2 separate regions of the Oryctolagus cuniculus genome follow, and region 1 is linked to region 2. The links are chromatin contacts, called in public Hi-C maps. All regions are on one chromosome and are shown on one strand. The core of a region is the stretch at or near the end of the contact, and the rest is flanking DNA. Distances in the headings are between cores, read along the strand shown.

Region 1 (6,524 bases), core at 2,437-4,936, 44 kb after region 2:
TGGCGTTGATTCTGCTGATGTGTGGCACTCTGGCTCTGCAGCACACAAGTGCTTGGGCCAAAACAGACTTTCAGTGGGTTTTTAGATGTCACTTGCTGTCTTCATTTTGCAGTTACATCAGGGGCTGGTGTCTCCCCTGCTCCCCCATCCTTTATATAGGGGTGGTCAGCTGCCTTATAGACTTCTGATGCAAGCATAAGTACTTAAAAGCATTTTGAAAAAAAAAATAAGATTTACCTATTGGAGAGAGACAGAGAAAGCAAGTGACAAGCAAGAGAGAAAGAGAGAGAGTGAGAGCGAGAGATCCCATTGCTGGGCCAAATGCCCACAATGGCTGGGAACCAGGAACTTAGTCCAGGTCTCCCACGTGGGTTGCAGGGACCCAACTACTGAGTCAGAATTGCTGCCTCCTATGATATGCATTAGAAAGAAATTGGAATTGGGAGATGGAGTTTGGAATCTAACCTAGACGCTCAGTATGGGATGCAGGCATCTCTTGCCTGTCCCCAATACATGCATTTATGAAATAATCTCATTACATCTGACTTGTTTGTTTGCTTGTTATTCCCTCATACAATAAAGGATTTTCAGTTGATGCTTTGATCGGTCCTGTTACCAGGAATTGAACCTGATCCATTTGTTCTTTTGGTATTTACTGAAATAGTCTTGTGCTGTCTCTCTCTGGGAGACTGAAAAATAATCCAGGTAGCAAATGTGTTGTTCCAGTTCCTTTTATGCCGCGGAAGGCTTCATGCTAAATTTGGGATCTCAGGAGACAGATTTAGGATCCGGAGGGTTAAGAGTGAGGCACGGTGGCTACTTGGCCACATGCCAGATGCAGAAGGTAGGGCTGGGTGTTTGTGATGGGTTTGGACATAACTACTGCTTGGTTGTAAAACTACATCAAAAATTTGATTCATGTGGAAACTATGCTAAACTCCAGAAAATTGAGCCTCTCTGGTGTGGGAAATCCCATGGAATCCCAGCATTAAGTGATAACACCTGGAAATACTCATTCATTTCAGATGAGTCTGAAGTAGGCCCTGTAGGGGATGCATGGAGAAATTTGCAAGTGGTGCTTGTTTCAGGAATGTTCAGTGCTGGTGCTGATGCCAAAGCTATGACTATGGGAGGAAAGCATGTATCAGGAAGAGAAAAGCAAGCAGATTTTAGAGTCAATTTTGCTGTTATCATCCTGTGAAATGCACAGTGGTGCCTGAAAGACGTCCAGAGGTGCCCTGGTGCACCTGGTGTCACTGTCACCTCTGTCCGTGGAAATGCGGGATGAGCACAGAAGCCAGCGTTGCTTCAGCCAGTGGGGACATGGCTGGTTCTTCTCATTTGGTTTTGTATGCAATGATAAAACAGTTCTGATACTCATATTTTTCAGTAGTCAGACACAGTAATTTTCAATTTACATCACATTAAACCTGTCATAGTCCCCCCAAATAGAGTTTAGGCTTTTCTCTTTTGGTGGTGACACTTTGGTACCATTCGAAGAGTGAAAAAAACTTCCCAAGTTACATGGCTGAATTTTTAATGTGAGCAACCAAGTCGGTGTTACACACTAGAATATTAATAAATAGCCAGGCGCAGGAGGGCAGTGCTGTTGTAAAGTTGCAGTGATAAAGTCTTAGAAATTAGCTGTGTTTACCACTCTATCATTTCTTACTTTAGAAATCATCAATAACATCCCCCTTCCTCCACTCTTTGGTAACATGCTTCATGTCAATGGGTTTTAGGAAAGAAAAGACATTCTTGGTCATAGCACGCAGACATTGTTTTCCCTGTAGATATACAAGGAAGGCAAGGCACATAACAACTTGACTTTTCAACTCAGTTATTTTAAGGATTAATCCCTTGGTTGCTCTGCAGAGTTTCAGTTGTATGGAGTGGGTTGACATGACGCACGTACACCTTGCTCATGCCGTTGCTGTCCTGGATAATTTCCATTTTGTTGAGGGCCTGAACTGCAGGCTCTTACTGCAGCCTGAAGTTTGTAGTAATGGCTGGGGTGGAGTCTCTAGTGTTGCCAGCCTGGCCCTAGTGGTCCAGTTCTTCAAGGCAACATCCCTTTTGCCTTCTTGGGTACAGACTGAGAGTTGGTATAGGAGGGTCCTGGCTCTCATCCTGAGATAAGGCTTTACAGACCAAATGGCACCAGTTTGGAACCGGTGTGGTGTTTTTGGAAGTGAGCATGAGCATGGTGTGAGAATTAGGAAGGCAGGAAGCTCTGTGAATACCCTTCTAAGTAGCTGTTCCGTCCATCTGCACTCTGCCCTGGGCAGAGTAGAGGAGAGGAAGGTGCCTGAATCATTCCTGCCACTGAAGTTGGGGCTGGCAGCTCTGTAAGAGGGTGCTTAAGAAAGTTTGTGGAAAAGGGAATTGGAAGATAAGTTTATTTTAGTGCAAAAAATTTTGAAATCCAATATGGTTTTTTATTGCATGCATTTCCATGAACTTTTGAAAGAGCCCTCCTACCTGCTGTCCACCCTCCTTCTGGATAGAATACAGACCATGTTGAAAATCCTGGGGGATCTTGTGGCCTGCGCTGGGTGTTTGGGGGCAGTCTCTTCGAGCTAATGGTTGAAAGCTGGAGAATCAAGAGATTGCCACTCCTAGATCCCTGAACACCAGTGAGTTGAGGGACCCTTTGGATCTGCACAGTTCCAGAAAGAGGAGATGTCTGTCTCACTGGGGTTGCTCCTGGGGCCGCTGCTCTGGGAGAAGAAACTTTCATTCAGTACTGTGTGTGTGCCAGGCCCTTGGGCACTGTTGCAGATGTTACTTCATTAAACATTCACACTTGCTCTGAAAGGGAGATACCCTTTATCACCCTTTTAACAGTGCAGAAACTGAGATTTGGAGCTGCACGGAATGGAATGGAATGGAGGCATTTGCAAAGGATTTACTACAGGAAGTCTCCCTGCAGCCACTTGATGTTTCCTTTCTGTGCTCATAGCGTGTGGACAACACTGTTCATGAAGTCGGGGAGGGGAGGATCATTGATGTGCTCAGCGGTGCTTTGTGTGTCTCCTCTGTGTGTGTGTGTGGAGGGGCAACTTTGTCCCAGTGTACACCAGAGCTTGTAGTCAGGAGCCAGATCTCTGGCTTTGAATCCTTTAAAAAATTACTTTTTTAAAGAATTACTTATCTATTTGAAAGGAAGAGCAAAAGAGAGAGAGGGAGACACATAGAGAAAGAGATCTTCAGTCCTCTGGCTCACTCTCCAGATGGCTGCAGAAACCTGGTCTGGGCTAGGACAAAGCCATGAGCCAGGAACTCCATCCAAATCTCCCACATGAATGGCAGGGGCCCTAAAGCTGGGACCATCCTCTCTGCTGGCTTGCCAGGTGCATTAGCCTGGAAGCTAGATTGGAAGTGGAACAACCAGAACTCAAACCAGCGCTCTACTATGGGATGCTGGGGTCCCAAGTGGCAGCTTAACCTGCTGTGACACAATGCTGGCCCCTAGCTTCAAATCTTGATTGCATGACTTTTGATATGATCTTGGATAAATTTCTTAACCTCTCTGTGCCTCACAAATAGTGATATTTGTGAAATACCAGCAATTCAATACAATTCTGATCCATGACTTTCAAAGGAAGGGTTCTCTGTGCCAGCTTGGTCTGGAAGAGGACAGTGCTGGGGCCTTGTCTGTGACATACTCTGGGTTGTTCAGTTTCATGTTGCGGCTGCCTGCTGGGTGTTAAGATGTCAGGTTTCCTAAAATAAGAACCCTGGAGGCTGTAGGTAAGTGTGCTCTGCCTTCCACAGAGCCCTAATCATCCTCTCCACATGTATCAAAGCCCCCACACTGCACATGATTACTTTCAGTCCCACTGTCTGATATTTGATCCCCAGTGATGTGGAGTTAGGGGCTGGGGAAGCAGCTCAGGGATAGGGTATTGTGGTCCAGCCTTACCAGCTGCCTGTGTGATGGCCTTTTAGGGGCATAGGATCCTCCTGCTCTCTCCCACCTGTTGCAGTAGTGAGTGAAAACTTAAATCCACATATGGTTTTTTATTGCGTGCATTTCCATGAACTTTTGAAAGAGCCCTCCTACCTGCCCTACCTCCAGTCTGTAGTTAGAGAAGACACTGGAAAGGCAAGGGCTCCTTGGAGTAGCGTCACGTTGACTGATCAATCAAAGGAACATGCAACCTGTTTTTCCTCAAGTTCTTTTTTAGAGACCACAGGTTGGAAATACTATGAGAATATTGAGATGCTGGGGAAAGGAGGGTGTGGGTAGTCTGGGGGGGGGGTACAAAGGATAATGTTTCCTGGTTGAAATTCTGTGTTGGGCAAGTATGCCTTTGCACACTCCTGATACTACAATGATTTAAAGTGAGCTTGTCCTGGCCAGGGAAGGCTTTGACTAACGTTTTACATCCCATTCTTAGGAATAATTCTCCAAGTTCCAAGGGAAAGATAGTCCTGCTACTGCGTGAGATTGTATTAAGAAATTACCGTATTAATTATCTGATTGTTTTTCCCTTGAAGTTCTACATTAATCTCTGGAATTCATGTCAATGAGCTTCTGAAGAGTCTCTGAAATGAGACTGGGAAGCACCTGGCTCTCTTTCAGCCCCGAGAAGTTGAGCGCAGTTGCTGTGTGGGTGTCTGTAGGGTACAGATTTCTTTTGGATTGTCATTTAACCCCTTGATCCTAGGGATAGAGGAGTGATTTTTTTTCCCCATGAGGAGGCTGTTTCCATTATTGGGTCTTCCATTCTTGAGCCATGCTGACTGGGGCTGAGCTGGAGCAACCCCGTTAACCTGTCCTCATGTGTCTTGAAGGGAGGTGAAGAACTGAAGTCACAGGAGGACTGTCTGCTCCCAAATAGCCTAGAGAACTTTAGAAGAATTCTCTGGGGCACAGGGGCTGAGCAAAGAGTAGCCTCTCCCAGTTAGATGCACGAACCAGAAACATCTGGAAAACTGCAAGTGTAGATCAGTCCCTGAGCTCCCCATGAGGTCAGATCATCAGAGAGGCCAGAGAGAGGCAGATGTCAGGGGTAGCAGTGTGGGATGGCCTTCATAATTCTCCTTGTCTTCCCCAGAGTATGTGTATGCTATTATTAAATGATTACGCATACTTGTTCAGTTCTTCCTAGTGTATACTTTCTAGCTAATGTCACTGAAAGCTAAAAATACTTCTGTGGTCCTTAATGAACGTGCCTGAGGTTTTTCTGCCCAGCCCTCTTTCTTTCTTCTGAGATCTTGATCTTCTAGCACCATGGTGAATCTTGCCTTCATGTTCGTTCTGTGCGCTGGTGGGTCTAAGTGAGGAGATGGAGTTCTCAGTTCAGTTACCAGCCATGGGTTTCGCAGGGATGGTAGCATGGCTGGTCTTTTCTGCAGAGCGTATTTGTGGGGAGCAGCCCTGGGTGATTGCTTACACCTGCTGCCGCTGGCTGCCTGGTATCTTGGGGTGTCATGTCTTCTTTCAGAGAATCCTGGATTCTTGTCCATAGAATGTGGGCATGGGATAGCAGTGGATTACAGAAACTGTTCCTTCCTTTTTTTTTTTTTTAAGGGAAGCTCTATTCTCAAGCAATTTTATATGGAAATTTGCTTGAGGAAACGTATGTACGTGAAACTGACAACCATTCCACCTAATCCCCTCCTCACTGCTGATGGTGCTCCTCCACCACCTCACCAAACAACACCTTCAGCGGTAGAAAAAGCACAATTTCTGATCTGCTGGAATTAGAGGGTCCCTGAACCCTGCCAGCTCTTAGATTTGTGGTTACTGCTCTGACATGGTCATTAGCCTTAAGCTAGGAAGAATACAAGGGAACAACAAACAGTTCATGGAGAAAGGAATTAAAAGGTAAATTTATTTTGCTACAAAAGTTTTGAAATCCATGCATATGAGGGCTCTTTGCTAAGTTTATGGAAAATGCATATCATAAAAAAGCTGCATGGATTCTAACATTTCTTTGCATCAAAATAAATTTTGCCTTTTAATTCCACTTTTCCAGGAGCTTGTTGAAATGCCCTTATACTTCCACAGAGGTGAAAAGGTAGTTCCAGTGGGTATGCAATTGTTTAGGGAGACCTGGCCTCACCAAATGGCAAGAATTTTGCTAATGAAGGCTACTAAGGAGGGATGCTTTGCCTGTTGTGAAAAGGTATCACTGCAATTTTGTTTCCCTGGGGAGGATCTAGGCAAATTACCTATTACACTATTACACTGGTATTGGAAGTCGGGAGGCGTTTTTTATAATAGTGGTAATTATATTTATTACAAACATCAACATAGGGACCTGTCCCATAGAGGAGGATAGGATAAACATAAGACAGATGCTATCAGGAGTTTTGACAACCTGATGAGGGAAGTGGTCATTTTAGGGAGGGTATTATAGAGACTCCAGGAACCAGAAAACCTCCTATGCTAACCTTGATGAGAGCAAACTGACAGGAACAGCTTCTTTGAGAAATTGCTGGGTTTTGCACAGGAGTTATGAATGAGGTTTTACAACTAAACTTTCTAGGATTATTCTCAGTCAATGCAGCTT
Region 2 (6,127 bases), core at 3,445-5,944:
TGGCCACAGCAGAGAGCTGGCCTGGAAGAGGGGCACCCGGGACAGAATCCGGCGCCCTGACCGGGACTAGAACCCGGTGTGCCGGTGCCGCAAGGCGGAGGATTAGCCTAGTGAGCCGCTGTGCCGGCCGCTGTTTATTTTTTTTAAAGATTTTTATTTATTTATTTGAGAGGTAGAGCTACAAACAGAGAAAGGGAGAGACAGAGAGAAAGGTCTTCCATCCGTTGGTTCACTCCCCAAATGGCTGCAAAGGCTGGAGCTGGGCCAACTTGAATCCAGGAGCCAGGAGCTTCTTCTGGGTCTCCCACATGGATGCAGGGGTCCAAGGACTTAGGCCATTTTCCACTGCTTTCACAAGCCATAGCAGAGAGCTGGATTGGAAGAGGAGCAGCCGAGACACGAACCGAGACAGCCTAGAAAACTGTGAGCTAAACAAGCTTCTTGGAAAGTTAGCCTGCCTCAGGTATTTTGTTATAAAAGTGGCCAAATACAGCCAGCATGCATATCCGGTAGTCTTAGATAATGAGTGTTACCTCTGAACTGAACCAAACATCCACTGTCTTATTTCTCTTTGTTTTCCAATGCATAGTTCTAGGGGAAGCAGCACATTCGTATAATACTTGCCTGTGGTTGAACATGGCAATCTTGTAAAATTAAATAATATTACTATAAAAAACGTAGATATATAGTTATAGCAAAGTGAAACACAATACTGATTCTTTCCATTGGCAACTAGGTGCACACTGAATGTTAGAATCGCTAATATGTTTGTTTTATTGAAAAATTAATAAGGTATAATTAAATCATCAAATATTAAAATGTTAACCTTTTAAAAATAACTTTTGTTTAATGTTGATATCCATAGTCATAATTTACATTTTGCATCTTAATTCCAAGAGGTAATTTAGAATCATTTGGAAGAAATCACTCAACTATAGGAAATATTTTTAGTTTTCTGGATTAAAAAAATTAATTAACATTTTGATGAATGCATACACTCAAAATAATGTGTGATTTGAATACAGAATTAATCCTTTAGATCAGTATTGTCAAATCGAACTTTCTATGGTGATGAACATGTCCTGTATCTGTGCTTTCCAATACAGCAGCCTCTAGTCACCTGTGGCTACAAGCACTAGAAAAGTGCTGAAACCAGAGGCTGACCCCCTAAAAGTCCCACCTGTGATATTAGAATATGGGGTGCCATACGATATCATCATGTGTTTATTAATAAATTCCCAATATTAGTAATCTGTAATCTGTATAGATGCTTGCCTAATATTCGGAGAACAATTCTAAATACCGGCATAAATAAACGAGGCATCGTGATACGTTTTAAGTTTTTATGTAGTGAGAGAAATGCATAGGAGAGTGAGGGCCCTATCTAAAAGAGAGATAAATCTGGATTCATACTGAGCACTAGGAGTCAGCCATGTGGAGGAGCATGTAGGCCAGGAAGCATGAGGCGGGTGGCCAAAGGCCACACGCCCTGGAGGCGCAGGGCAGCATGGCCCGCAATGGCAAAAGGTCAAAAAGCCAAAAGAAGAGAACCCACTGTGTCCCAGGCTTTTAATTCACTTCCAAAGTGGAGTGGTTAATTAACCTGATTGGCCAGTGGACACACAGGTGTGGCTAGATAGGGGCATGAGGTCACGTGGTAAAGGCGTGGTCTTCCAGCTCACAAACCTGATCAATTTTATCCTGTATGCTTGACTACATCAGTGCCACTGAGGGGCGAAACTGAACTAGGAGCTGGGTGCTGCTGTGTATGAGGGCATTTCAAAAACTTCCCAGGAAAATGGAATCAAGAGACAAGTTTATTTGGGCGCAAAACAAATTGAAGTATCCTATGCAAAGTTTTCAAAATACATATACATTTTTCATGATTTTTTGAAGATCCCTTTGCATGAATTTCACATTTTTTTTGGCACCATTGTTTCCATTTTTTTACACAAACTTTTTGAATTACCCTTTTATGGTAGCTTGCTAGCTTGATGAATAACTTTGAATTATTTAGACACGCAGTCTCCATTGGTACTCTGTTCTCAAGCCTACCAATGTTAGGGGCTGGCCTGACAGCACCCCTCTGATCAGCCACTCTGCAGGTGACACTGCTGTCCCCAGAGAACCAGGAGTGATGTGTGCTTAGACTGAAATGAGAAATCTTCACTGCTGAGCAAACAGGGCAAGGCCAGTGTCCCACTGGGAGGATTCCTACAACCTTTCTTCCTTAGACAAATTTGAATCCCGTCATGTTCTGCAGAGGCCTTCCAGTGGGGCTCAAAGGCAGCTTGGCTGTTACCTTCAAGAGGGAGTAAACAAACAGAAGTTGTTAGGAATTGTGAGGGAAGGGGCCTCTGGCCAACCCCCCTACACCCTTTGAAATGCAATGGCAGCTAGCTGATAAGGGTAGAGGCAAATTAGCATCCTAAAATTCACAGTAAGGTTACCAGTGTAGTCCACTGGCCTAAGCAATTAGAGCCCTAAGCAGAGCATTCCCTCCCCGCAGCAGGTGCAGGGCCCACCCCAGCCACCTTCCTCAGCTGCCCACCCCTGGATGTTCCCACCCTGAGGCTGCTCCACATTTGCCTCCTGTGAGCTTCTCAGGGAATTGAGGGAATTGAACCTGGTTGCCCACAGTGGTAACCTGCTCATGAATACACCCTCTCTTGACTCACATTCTCACTCTGCTTACAGTGCTTTCTGGGATTACTTCTCTAACTAAAAGCCACTTGTATTTCTATCCTAAACCCAAGGTCTGTTCCTGGATGACCCGACGGAAGACAACCTCCTGCACTGAGCACAGAACCTAGTGTGTAGTGTAGCCTGAATAGATCGCAGCTGGTAGAAGGAACACATTTTAGGAAGGAAATCCTAGCCTCGTGTTAACTTCTTCACCTAAGTTAAAGAAGTTACTCAGAGGTAGAGGGACTGAATTGTCTTTGGCCTCCTTATTTTGGTCCTCATCCTCCCACCAGCATGAAACTCCACTGGAACATCCACATTTTTTTTTTTTTTTAAGAGCTCCAGTATAGCGCATGATCTCATGAAAATGGGAAGCCCAGGTAGCAGAGTGGCCGATTCTCTCTTGTTGATCTCTTTGAGGTAGGAGGCTCCCCTGGCTGAGACTTCAGATTTTCACTTTTGCAATTAAAGGCTCAACAAGTATACATTTGCGAGGAGAGGCAGCATGATGATGGAAGATCATATCAAGAAGCAAATGATTAATACAGACTTTTAAGCTCGAGGTCAGATAAGGATCCAGTAAGTGGAATTCCTGAAGAAGAGGAGTATTGCTTGCAATACCACGGGCCACAGACCTTGAGTCCCCAGATGGGCTCCTGGGTGGGGGTGACAGGTCTGCTCGTCCTGGGGCCCTGCAGGGGACTGGGTCAAGATGAGCTCGGGGACTACCGGCTTCTCAGGTATCTACAAGCACTGGGCAGCAGCGGTGGGCTGGGCAGGGGGCTCTCTCCTACGGGAGAGCTGCGGGAACCCTGTTGTCGAGGCCCTGTCTCCTCGCCAGTTTCACCGCCAGAACACCGTGAGAGGCAGTTACTCCGGTTTCTTCTCATCCATCTCCCCCAAGTCTTCCGTGGCACGCAGTAAGCTAGGCCAGGAGCCTAAGGCTGTCTGGTGCGTATTCCGAAGTGAGATTGGGGGGGGGGGGGCATTTGAAAAACCGTTACACTTAAAATGTAAAATTTTATTGAAGCGCTGAAAACTATTTCATTCATTCACTCAAAGTGTTACCGCAGATCCAGATGTCAAATCAAGATACTTGCAGAGTATTTGATCCACTCCTACCTCTCTTCTTTCCCAGTCCCCCAAGCACGCTGCACCAGATAACGGCGATCCTGGGACAAGTCCAAACCCCTCGCTCCTGTGCCACCGCCGCTTTCCGAGCGCTGCTCGCCGAGGCACCATGAGCGGCAGAAGCGCGCCGGGCGTCCCGGTTGCAGGGGCTCGGGAACTGCCGCCGGTCTATCCCGCGGGGCCGGCCGCGCGCAGGCTGGCTGGCGCTCGCGGTTCCCGCTCCTTCTCCCGGCGCCCGCCAACTTCGCTCCGCCCGCGCAGCGCCGAGAAGCCCCGCAGCCCTTCGGAGCCTCAGCATTCGCCTGGCCCGCCTCTCCCGCAGCCGCGGGAGTGGAGGAAGCACGGCCCGGCGAGTCCGGGTGCAGCCGGCCGTGTTCCGTGACAGCGCTCCGGCGCCAGGCGGCGGAGACCGGGCCGCCTGGCCGCGCCCCAGGGGCTGCAGGCCGCTGGGCCCGCCCCGCCGCCCGCTCTAACTACTGGCGGCTCGTGACCCGGGACAAACTTCTGACGGAGGCGCAGCCCCTCTTCCACAGCCACCCTCGCCAAAGCCAGTCACTCAAAGAGAAGACGCGGCTGTGGCGCGGACGGGCAGAGGGTGGCAACCGTGCGGCCGCTCCTTCTCGCGCGGGTCACGCCCGCGGCGGTGGCGGTGGCCGCGGGGCCGCCCCTCCCCAAGCTCCCGGAGGTGCCAAGGCAGCTCTTGCCGGGGCGCAGGCCGGCGAGGGCGCGCGAGCTCACGCCCTCTAGCGGGCCGCGGCGGCGCCGGGTGGCCGTGACGTGGGCGCTCCCTTCAGCCGGCCTGCGGGGCGCCGCCAGTCAGTCGGGGAGCAAGAGCCCCGCGCGCAGCCGGCGCGGGCTCGGCCATTGGCGCGCCGCCGCCTGGGGCTGGGCTCGCGGCTGCCTGAGCAGAGGCGGCGGGCAGGACGCGCGCGGCCACGGCCACGGCCACGCCACGGCCGGCGCCGGCGGCTCGGGTCCCGAGCAGGGGAAGAAGAGAGGCGGCGGGTGTAGTCGCCGGAACCGAGAGAGGATTTTGGCTCCGCGGGCGCGCCCTCCGCTGCCTCTCGCAGCGGCGCCAGGCGCCCAGTGGGGCCAGCGGCAGGGGAGGAGGACCCGGGACCTCCTGTCCCCGCAGCCCGGGAGCGGCCGGAGTTCGGACTTGTGCAACTGTTGGCACTTTGCGGGGCTGGCTCTGTGTCTGGCTGTTTCCCCTTCTCTCTTCGCTGCCGTGGAGCCAAAGCTGCCGTCTCCCTTCCGCCGCCGGGGAGCGGCCCGGCGCGCACTCAGCACCATGAGACTTGGGACTTGCCTGGCGACTTTGGCCGGACTTTTGCTAACTGCAGCGGGGGACACGTTTTCAGGTAAGCGGGGACGCCTCTGCTGCGCCTGGAGCGCCCAGGCGGGAACCGACGCCGGGGACGCCTGCAGTTCCCGAGCGGCAGAGCCGAGGCGGGCATCGGGGAACAGGCAGGGGGCACAGCGAGCAGGGCGCTGCGCCTGCCCGGTAGCCGGGCGCTGGGCGAGTGGCCGGAGAGGAGGGCGGGCGCCAAGCACTCGGGCAGGAGGAGCAGACGAGCCCCGAGTCGGGATCCAAGCTCGGCCGGGTCCCTCCGCGGCCTGGGCTCGGGCTTGAGGTTGGGCAGCTGCCACTCCAATTCCCGGGCCGGCTCCGAAAGGAACAGGCAAAAAACTTTGCGTGAAGTTCCCAGCCGCAGCCGCCGGACGTGGGCGCTGCACGGTCCCCCGCGACCCCAAGTAGCGGCCCGACTGGGGCCGCCGTGCCCAGCTGCGCCCGCGGCGATCGCCCAGAGCTGGCGGCAGCGCAGCCAGCGGCTGTCTCCCAGTGCCCTGCCCTCCCTGTCGCCCCTCCGTACTGCGCGGCTGGAGACCTCGGCAGGTCCCCGGCGCCCTGCGCTGCCTCCGCAGAGTGCAGACGGGGCGTTTCTCGCCGGTCCCCGCGGTAGCACCGGGTAGCCACGGAGGAAGCAGCCGGCCGCCAGGCCCCTGCGCCCGGCCAGGCCCCTCTCCCCGCCCCCGGCCCCCTAGCGGAGCGCCAAGGCCAGTGGCACTTGTTGACCCAGTCCAGCGGCCCGGGGCCCTAGCTGGGAAGGTGTGGACTGGCGGTGCGCGCGTAAGCCTGCGTGCGCCGACTGGTGCTCCCGGGGCGCTGCGGGCCGCGGGTGGAGAGCACCTGTGCACCGGGTCCCGGCTGGTGTCGCGGGGTTTACCTCCGGGATCGCCTTCAGCACCCGTGGGGTGGGGGAGTGGGGGAACACACGTGGGTGGATGGCGAGCGCTGGCAGCGGTCGCA

The links. Hi-C and Micro-C count contacts between places; a contact is called where the count stands out from the background.
Region 1: a Hi-C map of psoas muscle shows a contact between it and region 2, with 1.6 times the contacts expected there. The contact joins the enhancer-like site here to the promoter of PTPRM in region 2. A contact is called at or near these places in 2 of 6 Hi-C or Micro-C datasets (psoas muscle and skin fibroblasts).

The regions. Positions count from the first base shown.
Region 1 is chr10:64,737,880-64,744,403 of mOryCun1.1, forward strand. The region is part of intron 1 of PTPRM (protein tyrosine phosphatase receptor type M); the gene reads left to right. Among named protein-coding and RNA genes, the nearest start is that of PTPRM, 44 kb to the left of the region's middle. Within about 2 kb of position 3,687, at least 1 of the 8 cell types and tissues checked has an H3K27ac peak or open chromatin away from gene starts, as enhancers often do.
Region 2 is chr10:64,692,564-64,698,690 of mOryCun1.1, forward strand. PTPRM (protein tyrosine phosphatase receptor type M) reads left to right here and starts at 4,695. Exons shown (of 32, transcript XM_051852140.2): 1 at 4,695-5,177. The coding sequence starts at 5,108.